2 separate regions of the Capra hircus genome follow, and region 2 is linked to region 1. A link is a contact called in public Hi-C data. All regions are on one chromosome and are shown on one strand. The core of a region is the stretch at or near the end of the contact, and the rest is flanking DNA. Distances in the headings are between cores, read along the strand shown.

Region 1 (3,168 bases), core at 644-3,143:
TGCCTGCCAACGCAGGAGACACAGGTTTGATCCCTGGTCCAGGAAAACTCCATATGCCTCAGAGTAACTAAGCCTGTATGCCACAACCATTGAGTGTGTGGCTCTAGAGCCTGGGAACTGCAACTACCGAGCCCACCTGCCGCAGCCACTGAATCCTGTGTGCCTAGAGCCCATGCTCTGCAACAAGAGAAGCCACCGCAACGAGAAGCCCGCGCACTGCACGTAGAGAGTAGCCCCCGCTTGCCCCAACTACAGACAAGCCCATACAGCAGTGAAGACCCAGCACAGCCAAAAATAAAAAGAAAGAAAGAAAAACTACAAAAAGAAAATTCCCTAAAAAGAAAGAAAAAAAAAGATCACCAGGTTCTTCAGGCATTTACCTGCCTGTCCCCCAAGGATCCTACTCTTTCCCATTTCTCCCCAGAACCAAGTGGCTGTTGTGGAAAATCAACAACTACCTGGGTCAGCTTCGGGATGCTCCTGGCTCTCCGGCCGACAGTACTTTCCGAATGCCTCCTCCTTTGGAATGTCAGGGTAGAGATAGACCAGCGGAGACACCAGGATATTGGTGGCATCCATGATCTTATAGCCCATGATGATTTCAGCAAATGACATGTTGTTCAGCTGCTGCTTGGTGTAAGGTTCCACTGACTGGATCTGGGTCTTGCCTGTCATGGGATATGGGAAGAGAAGACTCAGGTGATCTTAGAAAAGACTGCCTGATTGATTTTCCCTTGAGGGGGAAAGGCTTATACCAACCTAGTGTTCGAGACCCTGAATATTCTGCCCAGTCGTCTGGCGCTGTGGAAATGTTCAGCTGGCTTCGGGAGAAGCTATTCAGCTGGGCCACAAGTAACATACTTGAATAATTACTTTGATAAGATATATGAACAGAGTGGGTAAGAAAGGAGATGAAGAATACAATTTAAAGAGCAAATTTCAAAAAAAATTACCAATTTCTAGGCAAATATTAGCCCCCTGATGGAAGCCTCTTGACGAAAGTGAAAGAGGAGAGTGAAAAAGTTGGCTTAAAGCTCAACATTCAGAAAACTAAGATCATGGCATCTGGTCCCATCACTTTATGGGAAACAGATGGGGCAACAGTGGAAACAGTGTCAGACTTTATTTTGGGGGGCTTTAAAATCACTGCAGATGGTGATTGCAGCCATGAAATTAAAAGACGCTTACTCCTTGGAAGGAAAGTTATGACCAACCTAGATAGCATATTCAAAAGCAGAGATATTACTTTGCCAACAAGGGTCCGTCTAGTCAAAGCTATGGTTTTTCCAGTGGTCATGTATGGATGTGAGAGTTGGACTGTGAAGAAAGCTGAGCGCCGAAGAATTGATGCTTTTGGACTGTGGTGTTGGAGAAGACTCTTGAGAGTCCCTTGGACTGCAAGGAGATCCAACCAGTCCATTCTGAAGGAGATCAGTCCTGGGTGTTCTTTGGAAGGAATGATGCTAAAGCTGAAACTCCAGTACTTTGGCCACCTCATGTGAAGAGTTGACTCATTGGAAAAGACTCTGATGCTGGGAGGGAATGGGGGCAGGAGGAGGAGGAGGAGGGGATGACAGAGGATGAGATGGCTGGATGGCCTCACCGATTCGATGGACATGAGTTTGAGTGAACTCCGGGAGTTGGTGATGGACAGGGAGGCCTGGTGTGCTGCAATTCATGGGGTTGCAAAGAGTCAGACACGATTGAGCGACTGAACTGAACTGATTAGCCCCTTGTGGGGAGCAAAATAAAACTGGCAAACCAATCCTCCAGCTGGAAGAATTTAGAGAAGCCAAGTCTTCCCATCTCATAAAAATGATCACCGGGTACCTTCCAAGTCTGAGGCAGGGGAGTGCGAGGCCATCCCCGCCCACAAGGGGGCAGCAGGTGCCTGAAACTAGCAGCAGCCAAGGCCAGCCACAGCCATGCTGGCCACCAGTTGGGGTGGGGAATCGCTAAGCTTACCGCTGATGTCCTTCTCCACCCAGGTGAAGGTGACTCCTCCTTCTTTGCTGCTTTCACTGAATCTCAACAGGAAGGTGCCTGGGGGCTTAGTGCTCAAGATGGCCCGTTCCCTCTCCTTGCTGATGAAGCCCATTATATACCTGGAGACAGAGAGGAGCAACAGCAAGGTTGGGGCTGAGGGACCTCTGGTATGCAGCCAGCCTGCTGGGAGAGTAGGGGACTTGTCACCCCTGTGTGTTCTGTCAGACACACGAGTTCCAACCTACCCTTCGTTCCAAAGGGCCAGGATGTACTTTTTCACCAGGTCAATGATGTTGTCCAGCCAGACCCAGAAGGAGAAGCCTTTGCCAGCCATGTTTTCCTGGAGAAAAGAGTAATGGGAAAGCTCAGTTCCCCACCTCCCTGGGCTCTTCCTTTAAGGGGGTGAGGTGCCACCAAAATCCTCAAGCCCATCTACCCTCAGGCAGGTCCTCTTGGCCGCCAGACCAAGAGTCCCGGGCCTTCAGGCCCACTGCCCTCCACAACATCCCCACAGCTAAGTGTCCCTGCCCCCTCCTCCTCCTATGAGGCAGCCTCATGGATGGAGTTCACACGGTGGCTTACTTTGCAAAATTTAGCCCATGTGATCTGACACCCTGAATAGTTCACACCAGGTCCTGAAATGAAAAAAAAAAAAAAAAAAAGTCATAGGATTTGCAGTTTTAAATCCAGATCTTTCTTCAAACAGAACACACACACAACTGTCCCACAACATGCCCTGAAACTTGCTCTTCATGTATTTGAATGTTGCCACTGTTGCGTGCATACATATGCACCGCTCCCACACACCCAATCCCATCGTTTGATGCCCCCTAAGTTGTTGTTCAGCAGAGGTGGTGGGTGATGTATCAAGTCCTTGCTGCCCTTTCTAGCCTCGTGTGGCAGTCTGGGGATCAGCAGAACACACTAAGAAGCTGACAGCTTGAGTTACAGGGTCACGTTTAGTCATGAATGTTCAGGTGGTCAGTCATGTCTGACTGTGGCCCTATCAGGTTCCTTTCCATGGGATTTCCCAGGCAAGAATACTGGAGTGGGTTATCATTTCCTCCTCCAGGGGATCTTCCCGACCCAAGGGTCAAATCCAAGTCTCCTGCATTGGCAGGTGGATTCTTTACCACTGAGGCACCTGGGGAGCCCATGTTTAGTGGCAGCGCAGGACAAAGC
Region 2 (2,833 bases), core at 258-2,757, 77 kb after region 1:
TGTTCTTCTCCCTCTCCAACCATCCCACAGTCTACTTCGCTGTTCCCTCCAATCCCATCAACTTCTTAAAGGGAGGCATGCCTGCTTTAATTTTACAATCCATCCTCTTCTCTCCCTAACTCCCCCCTCCCTTGGCTAGCTCACCTGTTCCTAGCACTTCAAAGATCACTTCTTTTCGGATAACTATTTTATGCTGAGTCTTATAAGGTACAAACAAACAACCTTCTCTTCCAGATCCACAGCAACTTCTTCTCTAAAATGACTCCTGCTTTTCTCATCTATAAAACAAGACCCTTTGGGAATTCTCTGGTGGTCTAGTGGTTAGGGCTCCACATTTCCACTGGGTTCAATCCCTGGTTGGGGAACTAAGATCCTGAAAGCCACGTGGTCAAAATATTAAAAAAATAAATAAAGCAAGACTCTTATAGGTTTCAACACTCCATAATTTTTCTTTTTTTTTTTTTTGGCTGTGCAGCATGCCGCTGCTGCTAAGTCGCTTCAGTCGTGTCCGACTCTGTGCGACCCCATAGACGGCAGCCCACCAGGCTCCCCCGTCCCTGGGATTCTCCAGGCAAGAACACTGCAGTGGGTCGCCATTTCCTTCTCCAATGCAGGAAAGTGAAAAGTGAAAGTGAAGTCGCTCAGTAGTGTCCGACCCTCAGCAACCCCAAGGACTGCAGCCTTCCAGGCTCCTCTGTCCATGGGATTTTCCAGGCAAGAGTACTGGAGTGGGGTGCCATCGCCTTCTCCGGCTATGCAGCATATGAGATCTTATTTCCCTGACCAGGGATCAAACCTATGCCCCCTGCAGTGGAAGCACAGAGTCTTAACCACTGAACCTCCATGGAAGTCCCCTCATCATTCTATTAACTGTTCTTCAATCATGTCCTGGAGAAGGCAATGGCACCCCACTCCAGTACTCTTGCCTTGAAAATCCCATGGGTGGAGGAGCCTGGAAGGCTGCAGTCCATGGGGTTGCAAAGAGTCGGACATGACTGAGCGACTTCACTTTCACTTTTCACTTTCCTGCATTGGAGAAGGAAATGGCAACCCACTCCAGTGTTCTTGCCTGGAGAATCCCAGGGACGGCAGAGCCTGGTGGGCTGCCGTCTATGGGGTTGCACAGAGTCAGACACGGTTGAAGTGCCTTAGCAGCAGCAGCAGCAGCAATCATGTCCTCAGTGTTACTGCCTCTTTGCCTTTCCACACACTGCTCCCTTTGCCTGGAGGACTGTGCCTGTCCCACATCACTACTTTCATTTATTTAACACATACTGAGTATCTACTATGTCAAGAGATGCCTGTTGGGTCCTGTCTGGCTCACAACGAGTCCTCCTTTCCTAGGAACTGCTTCCTCTACTCCCCATTCATATGCTGGAATAGATCCCTTCAGGCATGTCTGTATTTCATGGTCCTATTCTCCCGGTCATAGATGATTAAACCCTGGGTGAGCACATGTTTACTGGCTTAAACAGAGTCTCTCTGCCAGGAATTTGGAATTCGAAACTGAGAGGCACAGAGCCTGGGAGCCCTTCAAGCTGAGTTCCATTAATGTCAGTGCTTTCAAGAGGGCCATCCATCATCTCCCTCTCAAAAGTCCCTGGAGATCCCCTGATTCCTACTCTTCCCAGCCTGACCGCTCAGCAGCTCCTTGGTGTCCATGGGACACCTTGGCAACCTTCCAACCTAAGTTCCTTTTTCCGCTTTTGGCCGGTGTTCTTTTGTTATGCTTTCAACCTAATAACATTTACCAATGAAATCATGTATGAGACACTGTTAGGCTCTAACAGTTAGGTTAGGTGTTAACAGTTTGGTGTTAGGTGACACAAAAATCAAGTAAAATATTGTCTCTGCCCTCCAGCAATGTGTATTTCAAATCCTACCCTTTGTGAAGGATTATAACTTAAAAGCCCTCTTCCTCTATAAGTTTCCCCATATTCCCCAAGCAGGGTGAATCTGTTTTCAGGGTATTGCCATTGCATTTTGCTTTACTTCTCTTACTCAATATCTCTTTGAGTTATTTTGAACATCTGCCTCTCCCACTAATTGCAAAATGTTTCAGATCAAGAGCTAGATACATTATATCATGGCTGTTAGCACAATATCACAAATAGATCCATGGGAAGGAACACCTGATTCTTTGTCCACCCATCATCTTCTCTCCTTCCCCTAACAGCGACCCATTTTTCCTTTGGGAAATCAGCTTTCCTTGCTGAGCAGCATGCAAGATCTTAGTTCTCAGACCAGGGATCAAACCCATGCCTCCTAAATTGGGAGCTTGGGGTCTTAACCACCGGACAGGATTTCCCTGGTGGTCCAACAGTTAAGAATCTGCCTGTCAATCTGCCTGTCCCCTGCCTGCAGGGGACACAATTTCCATCCCTGGTCTGGGAAGACCCCACATACCACAGAGCAACTAAGCCCGTGTGCCCCAACTACTGAACCCTTGCTCCGGAGCCCATAAGCCGCAACCACTGAGCCCACATGCTGTAACTATTGAAGCCTGCACACCTGGAGCCCGTGCTTCACAACAAGAGAAGCCACTGTAATGAAAAGCCTGAGCACCACAGCAAAGAACAGCCCTCGTTTGCTGCAACTGGAGAAAGCCAGCGAGCAGCAAAGAAGACCCATCACAGCCGAAAATAAATAAATAAATAAAATTTAACCACTGGATCACCATGGAAGTGTCTTCCTCCATGCTCAATTCCATGCTGCAGGTGAGTTCTAGAAATGGTCCATGGCCTAGATTTGGTCAGAGGCACAGTGATTTGAATATGTGACATCTTAGGAGCGTAAATGAAATTCTAGAAAGATTTGGAAAGAAATCCTCTTA

Evidence for each region. Hi-C and Micro-C count contacts between places; a contact is called where the count stands out from the background.
Region 2: a contact with region 1 is called in a Hi-C map of blood, with 2.9 times the contacts expected there. The contact joins two enhancer-like sites. A contact is called at or near these places in 3 of 5 Hi-C or Micro-C datasets (all in blood).

What each region holds. Positions count from the first base shown.
Region 1 is chr19:42,063,933-42,067,100 of ARS1.2, forward strand. STAT3 (signal transducer and activator of transcription 3) reads right to left here. Exons shown (of 23, transcript NM_001314278.1): 17 at 2,569-2,621; 18 at 2,232-2,326; 19 at 1,966-2,105; 20 at 456-668. Among named protein-coding and RNA genes, the nearest start is that of STAT3, 24 kb to the right of the region's middle. Within about 2 kb of position 1,894, at least 3 of the 5 cell types and tissues checked have an H3K27ac peak or open chromatin away from gene starts, as enhancers often do.
Region 2 is chr19:42,141,109-42,143,941 of ARS1.2, forward strand. No RefSeq gene overlaps it. Among named protein-coding and RNA genes, the nearest start is that of TRNAC-GCA, 19 kb to the left of the region's middle. Within about 2 kb of position 1,508, at least 2 of the 5 cell types and tissues checked have an H3K27ac peak or open chromatin away from gene starts, as enhancers often do.